Linked DNA regions of Capsicum annuum: region 2 is linked to region 1. A link is a contact called in public Hi-C data. All regions are on one chromosome and are shown on one strand. Each heading gives the region's core, a stretch centred on a gene start, on an enhancer-like site or on the middle of the called end of the contact. The rest is flanking DNA. Distances are from core to core; before and after follow the strand shown.

What was found. Hi-C and Micro-C count contacts between places; a contact is called where the count stands out from the background.
Region 2: a contact with region 1 is called in a Hi-C map of leaf, with 2.2 times the contacts expected there. The contact joins the promoter of LOC107870272 here to the promoter of LOC107853920 in region 1. A contact is called at or near these places in 2 of 5 Hi-C or Micro-C datasets (bud and leaf).

What each region holds. Positions count from the first base shown.
Region 1 is chr1:25,492,050-25,495,940 of UCD10Xv1.1, forward strand. LOC107853920 (60S ribosomal protein L2, mitochondrial) reads right to left here and starts at 1,772. Exons shown (of 2, transcript XM_047395521.1): 1 at 1,407-1,772; 2 at 162-1,043. The coding sequence starts at 1,479. The coding sequence ends at 508.
Region 2 is chr1:26,273,596-26,277,486 of UCD10Xv1.1, forward strand. It overlaps LOC107870272 (nudix hydrolase 3), which reads left to right and starts at 2,080. Exons shown (of 21, transcript XM_016716744.2): 1 at 2,080-2,399. The coding sequence starts at 2,320.

The DNA of each region.
Region 1 (3,891 bases), core at 522-3,021:
TTCGAGTAAACATAGTTTGAAACAGACCTGAAGTAACACAATTTCTAGCAAACCAAATGGCAGGAAAAAACCCCATCATTCCGAAACAAGTTTCAAACTTGATTTGCTGATAATTATTATATTCCCCATAAACTTCATCATGAAATATAATAATACCAGAATAGAGAAAGGAAACTACATTAAGCAAATGAAATGTAATCATCTTACCTATTTTCAGGTAAAAATTACAATGGAGTAATGTCGAGGCACTAGACATCCTCAAAACTTGCAAAAACAATAGCTTAATAGGTGTTCTCCTAATAAACCTTTGACTAACCATTAGATTGAAACGAACCTGAAGTAACACAATTTCTATCAAACCAAAAGGCACAAAAAACCTCCATAGTTTCTAAACAAGTTTCTAAATTCATTTGCTGAATATTATTGTCTCCTCATAAACTTCATTAAGAAAAAGTAACACAAACAAACAACGGCAGGGCAACACGGTGCACTAAAGCTCCCGTAGGACTACTTTTTCCTCTTAAGTGGCCCAGTTTTATACCCACTCTTAGTAGGTTTCCCCCAAGGTGTCAACGAAACCCTTCCATGACTTCCACTACTCTTACTCCTCCCTTCACCACCACCATGTGGATGATCAACAGGATTCATCGCCACCCCCCTAACTGTTGGTCTCCTTCCCAGCCACCTGCTCTGCCCCGCCTTCCTCAACTTCTTCGTCCCATGCTCTGGATTCGACACTTGTCCTATCGTCGCCCTACATTTAACATCAACCAATTTCTTCACACCTGATGGCAACTTCACTTCACAAAACTTTGTCGATGCACTTGGCTCCGTAAGTATTTTTGCAGATGTACCAGCTGCTCTAACCAACTTACCGCCTTGTCCGGGTCGGATCTCGATGTTGTGAATTAGGGTTCCGATTCTCATCATACCTAATGGCATACAACTTCCAATTTGGGAACTTATGTCCAGTGAAAATTGTTCCATCATTGATTCTAGTTCCTTTGATGGCTTCATTTTCGACACCATTGCTTCAAATGGACCTATAAATCACTCAATAAAACAACAGAAATTGGATTAAATTTACAAAAAAAACCACAAAACTGGTTTAAAATCTTCAAAAAAAAAAAATTGGGTTAAATTGCAAAATAACAACAAAAAGAGTCTTAAATTGTTAACAAAACAACAAAAATGGATTAAATTTACCAAAATAAAAAAACAAAAACCTGAGTTAATTGTTAAGAACAACAACAAAATTGGGTTAAATTTGTAAAGAAAACAAAAAAAATTGGTTTACATTGTTAAGAAAAACAACAAAACTTGTTGAAAAACAAAAGCAACAGAATTTGGGTTAAATTTTAGGGATTCTGTAGATATTGAAATGAATATAGGGAAAGAGAGAGTACTGGTAGAGAAAGAGCGACTGATGACATTGCGAAGTAGGGACGAAGAAGCCATTCTCGCTCTCCAAAGAGCCATTTTCTTTTTCCTTTTGGAATTCGTTTGTGTTCTTGGAGGGGCAGGGTTTAACGACAGTGACTACTCGGCTTTTCTTACTACAGTAGTTTTTTTTTTTTTTTTTTTTGTAGGGATTTGACTGTCCGGTTGGGAGTAGGGGATCAATTTGAGTTTTTATGTTCGTTCTTTATTTTTTTTATTTACATTTGTGAGTAACAATTAATAAGGATTTGCTTGACCATATGTATTGCAAGTAGATTTTGGAAAAAGTTTTGGTATTGACAATAAAAATTATCAACATAAGATCCCAAGTTTGATCAAGCAAATCACGGAAAATGAATCAACTTATCTATTATCTTTTTTTTTTTAAAAAAAAAAAGGAGGTAATTTTGAGAGAATGTGTAGTTTTAAGAATTATTTTAATATTTTAAAACTTATATTAAACTTTTATATTTTACAAAAAAATTCATCAATTATGGCTACAACTATAATTCTATCAATCAAATCTGTCATTAAACGTATTCTTATTAAAATTTTGTTCGAAATATAAAGATTATATTAAAGAATAATTTGTCACTATCATTGTTATTGTTTATTTTTTCGCGTCAATGAATCTTCATAACTAATAGTAATTTGACGAATTGTAATAACTAATAATTATTTTATTAGTAATTTTATTAAATTCATGTTATGATTTCTGGAGAATGTAATATAGTTCATTATAAAAATAATTACTTTGTGTCAAACTTATATGTATAAATCATATTTCATGTTTTTCTTTTTTTCCTTAAAAGGAATGAAATATGTTTCCCAAAAACAATGCCAAATACGTGTCAAAACTTGATCACAATATCTAAAAATTTATGATGAAACGCTAGCTAAGAATAGGGATGAATTATCTCCGGTAGTAATGGGTATACAAATGTCACTATTCGAGACTACCCCTAATCGTAACACGGTGCTTAAGGCTACAAGTGACTCCAAGCTAACTCATGAGCTGGCACATACTGTAAATATTGAAAAGTGTAACAAAATACTGTGCAGAAGTCATTTAATAAAATATTTGAATGTAAAAAAAACAACATCAAACGTACTGAAAATCAATACTGAAAACATAACAATTTGTCTGACCGTTTGAAAGCCTTTAAACATGATAAGTTGTTAGGACAGGTCCTCAACTAACTCTGACTACTGAAATCACATGAAATAAAGTACCGAGAAGCATAACAACTAATCTGACTAGTCCTCGACCGATGAGGACTCAACAATGCGACAACTGAATGATATAGGAAAAAACTAGGCACGATCTAGGAGCTGAGCATCCGAACTTATATTGTGAAATTAATATAGCGCAAAAGACAGTATGCGGTCAGTACTATGAATGTACTGGTATACAAGATAGGTACTAACTGATATACATATAAGTACTGAGTATGAATGCATGAATCATATAAAATGAATGCAAAACCAAGCATAAACATATACTGAAATGATCTGAATAACTGATATATGGATACTTAGTCATGCAAACCTGAATTGATGCAATCTAATTACTGAAACTGTGGGAGCTAACATTTAACTGACATGCCCCAATTTGAGCTAATCGGGGTCCAACCTATGACTCTGATTGGAAAAGTGTTGGTACCTTGCTAAGGATACTGACACTGGCTGTGTGAATCTATTAAACTAATGTCTCGAAGGACTAGGGTGTCATCCTCTGCTGGAAGGAGACCCTTATGAAAGTGTTAACCCTCTACTAGCAGGATGACATCTCATATCCTACGGTGGCTACGTAGTTCTTGAACTTAAGGACTACTACTAAAGGTCTCACTCTAGACTGACATGTGAGCCTTCATCCCTATATTCGCTTGGTGCTATGTTCTACTCCTAACTGAACTGACACTAATACTTATAAAAATTTAACATGATTCAAAACTAATAAACGCTCAACATGATAATAATCTGAATATAATAGTACAAATATGATCTGAATGACTTGTAACTTGAAATTTGAAATATGCATGAATATCTAAGTATAGAGTGTTCATAACCCACCAACACTGAATGATACATTAAATATGATAACATCATTAGAATACAGTAAAAAAATTCATGGCTGAAGACCCCAAAACATAGTGTCTTGTTAAACTAAGGGAATTCATGTTTCTAAGTATGGAAAAATACTAAGCTTATGAAAATAACATGTACACAGGGTTCAATTGCAAGGATAAATCGTAATTTCAAGAAAATTCATAAGTGCCATGGAACCCTAAACATAAAGGATAAATTAAACCTCAGAGTTTTAGGAAACCTTTGGGACTCAATGGGTGAAAGGATCCCATTGATAAATATCCCACATACCTAAATGTAAAATCTTGGAGAAATCTTCTTGAGAATTGGACTTAATTGATGAACCCTAGTTGCTTCCTGGGA
Region 2 (3,891 bases), core at 830-3,329, 780 kb after region 1:
GAGGAGACTCAGAACATTTCACGATCCGGACAGGGTTGCATCAGGGATCTACTCTTAGTCCCTTTTTGTTTGCAGTGGTGATGGATGTGTTGACGCGGCGTATTCAAGGGGAGGTGCCGTGGTGTATGCTTTTTGCAGACGATGTAGTTCTGATAGATGAGACTCGAGGGGGTGTGAGTGACAAATTAGAGGTGTGGAGGCAAACCCTTGAGTCTAAAGGGTTCAGGGTGAGCAGAAGCAAGACAGAGTATGTGGAATGCAAGTTTAATGACGTGAGGCAGGAGAATGAGGTAGTAGTGAAGCTGGAATCACAGGAGGTAGGTAAGAGGGAGAGTTTCAAGTATCTCGGGTCCGTGATCCAGAGTAACGGTGAGATTGACGAGGATGTCTCGCACCGTATTGGGGCGGGATGGATGAAGTGGAAGCTCTCGTCGGGGGTGCTGTGTGATAAGAAAGTGCCGCCTAAGCTTAAAGGCAAATTCTACAGGGCGGTAGTCCGTCCGGCCATGTTGTATGGAGCGGAGTGTTGGCCAGTGAAGAACTCCCACATCCAAAAGATGAGGGTGGCAGAAATGCGGATGTTGCGCTGGATGTGTGGGCTGACTAGAGGGGATAGAGTTCGGAATGAGAACATCCGGGAGAAGGTTGGTGTGACACCAGTGGAGTGCAAGATGCGGGAAGCCCGATTGAGATGGTTCGGACACGTGAAGAGGAGGGGCATGGATGCCCCGGTCCGTAGGTGTGAGAGGCTAGCGTTGGATGGCTTTAAGCGGGGTAGGGGTAGGCCGAAGAAGTACTGGGGTGAGGTGATTAGGCGAGACATGGAGCAGCTACAGCTCACCCAGGACATGACCCTAGATAGGAAGGTCTGGAGGACGCGAATCAGGGCAGAGGACTAGGGCCAGCCTGAGTCGCTAGTGTAGGAAACTACGTGGTGGGGGTTTATTCCTGTTAGGAGTCCGTGTCCCATGTTTTATTATGAATCTGTGTGTTTTCCTTTGTTTTAGATTACTTATGGGTGCCGTATTTATGTTATGTAATCTTGTAACCTTGTGCTGTGCTTTACTATGTGTTTGTGTGGTACCGCGTGTCTTGAGCCGGGGGTCTATCGGAAACAGCCTTTCTATTTCTTCAGAGGTAGAGGTATGGACTGCGTACATCCTACCCCCCCAGACCCCACCAGGTGGGAATACACTGGGTTTGTTGTTGTTGTTGTTGTTTATATATACATATATATATATATATGTATTATTAATTTATTATATATATAAAATAATATATATTATCAATATATTATATTAATTATACATACATTTTAGTAACCCTAATTCCAACTCCAAGACGCCTAAATCCCTATCAATATATTATATTAATTATATATACATTTTAGTAACCCTAATTCCAACTCCAAGGCGCCTAAATCCCTAAACAGTAAACATATTACCATTCACTAAGCAATTCGCGAGAAATTTATGAGTTTTGTGTTTGTTTTGTGGACAGGACTGTTTATGGAAATTTATATATAATGATCAATGTCGTTATGTATTATGTTAAGCTTATAATTATTTTATTTCATTTCATTCATGTTGAGTTACTTATAGTTATTTATATTTGGGAATGAAAAATAGATTTGGAAAAAATTATTTTTCTTAAAAAAATCATTAATTTTAAACGCTCAGTTATGAAAAAGAGAGGCTCTCTACTTTAATATTTCAAACCGAAATAAAAACTTGAAATAACCGAACCGAATTTGAAGAAACCGAACCAAACCGATTTTATTTCGATTTGGTTATGATTGTCATTTTTGTCAATCCGAAAATCGATAAACCGAACCTATATTAAACAATCAGATTGAACCGACCGAACGCCCACCCCTATTTAGATAAACACATAAATTAGATTAACTCTATTGAAACAAAACAAATATAAGTAAATTTATTGGATAATCTTTTTAAAGTGGAGTGGTTATATGACTAATTAATTCCAATTTAATTACGTACGTAGTGAATATGCTTATAAAAATCACATGTTCTGCATTGACATAAATATGCAAATGTTGACGAATTTGATTCATAAGCAGCTATTAAAAGAATTTTTTTTAATAGCGTGTATCTTCACTCCCCTTTTCTATATTAAAAAAAAATAAAAACCATTTACAAAAGATTCCCGAAGTTTAAATAATTTTTTATAATACTCACTACGTTTGCTTGTCCCGGTTTTCAGAGTTGTCGGGGCTTTTGAACAAACCCCATTACAGTCATTTATTGATTCAAGAAACAAAATCCTGGTTTGGTTTTTGAAAGTTGAACAATACTATCAATGGCTGCCCAGCATGATCAAGAAGAGTATTTTGATGTCCTTACAAAAACTGGAGAAAAAACTGGCATCTCTAAACCCAGGTGAACAACCCCACATCATCATATGGGTTAATTTTAAAATTCTTTTAACTGCATATGTTATTAGTTTTATTTTTTGATATATGTTTGATGATTGGAATTTTGATTGTAACAACAATGATTGAATCCAAATTTAGTGAAATGCCAGTCAGGTGACAACCCCTCATCAAAAGAAAAGAAAATATCATATGGGATAGGAAGAATTTTGATAAATTTTGTCTACTGTATTTTTTGTTAGTTTGATTCTTGGTATATGTTTGATGATTGGAATTTTGATTATAACAATTATGATTGAATCCAAATTTAGTGAAATGCCAGTCAGGTGACAACCCCTCATCAAGAGAAAAGAAAATATCGTATGGGATAGGAAGAATTTTGATCAATTTTAAATTTTTCTAACTGTACTTTTTGTTAGTTTTGATTCGTGGTGTAAGTTTGATGATTGGAATTTTGATTATGACAACTATTATTAAATCTAAACTAGTTGGGCTCGGCTATATGAATGGATAGAATTGTGAGATTCATTGTAAATTTACTTGTTCTACTCGTCCATCAACCTACTTATAGCTATTAAATTATGCTTGAATTAGCAATATGAGCAAGTTCACAAACACCATTTCTTCAGAGTTCTTGCCAATGGAATAAAGCTAATTATTTGATTTTTTTTACGCTTGAAAGTATTAAACTGGGTATGATGTTGTTGTTGAATGTATTGTAATATTTTTGGCAAATTAGTCTTCTCTCCTCCCCCTCTCTAGGAGCTTCCACTTTTTCTGCTTACTTGGTGACTTGAATCGACAACCTTAGAATTAGAGGGGGAGGGTGCTTACCATATGAGCAACCCTTCTTGTCTTGGGCAAGGTAGTCTTCTGTTTTTCCCTCCTTAGGAGCTCCGGTCTTTTTTGCTCCCTTGCTGACTCGAACCAATAACCTTATTGTTGGAGTTGGACGATGCTTACCATCCGAGCAACCCCTTTTGTCTTGGGCAAAGTGATCTGGTTGAAGCTTATGACTTTTGATTTTTTTTTTTCATTCTTTTTTCTCCCCCCCCCCCCCCCCCCCCCCCCCCCACTTGATTGGGAAGAGCAATGTAAAAATGTCAACATAAGTACTGGAGTACTTGAATTGTGTGTGTTTTTATTTTATTTAGGTAGTAGTTGTGAGAATATATGAGAAAAATATTATTGAATTGTTGTAACTACATTATTACACAGACCCTATTTATAGACACTATATTCTAATCTTTTTCCTAATAGGACAAGACATTACAATCCCTTTCCAAGGAGGATTCTATTTGCTATTCCTATTCCTACTCATATCCTAACACTCACCCTCAAACTGGTGCATAAAAGACATATGTACCAAGCTTGTTATGGATGTAATTAATATGATGATCGGTGAGGGACTTGGTGAAGATATCTTCAAGAAAACTGATAAGGACTGCTTTCTGGGAGACCTCAATTGAAACAAAACAAACTAAAAAAGTGATCCAAAA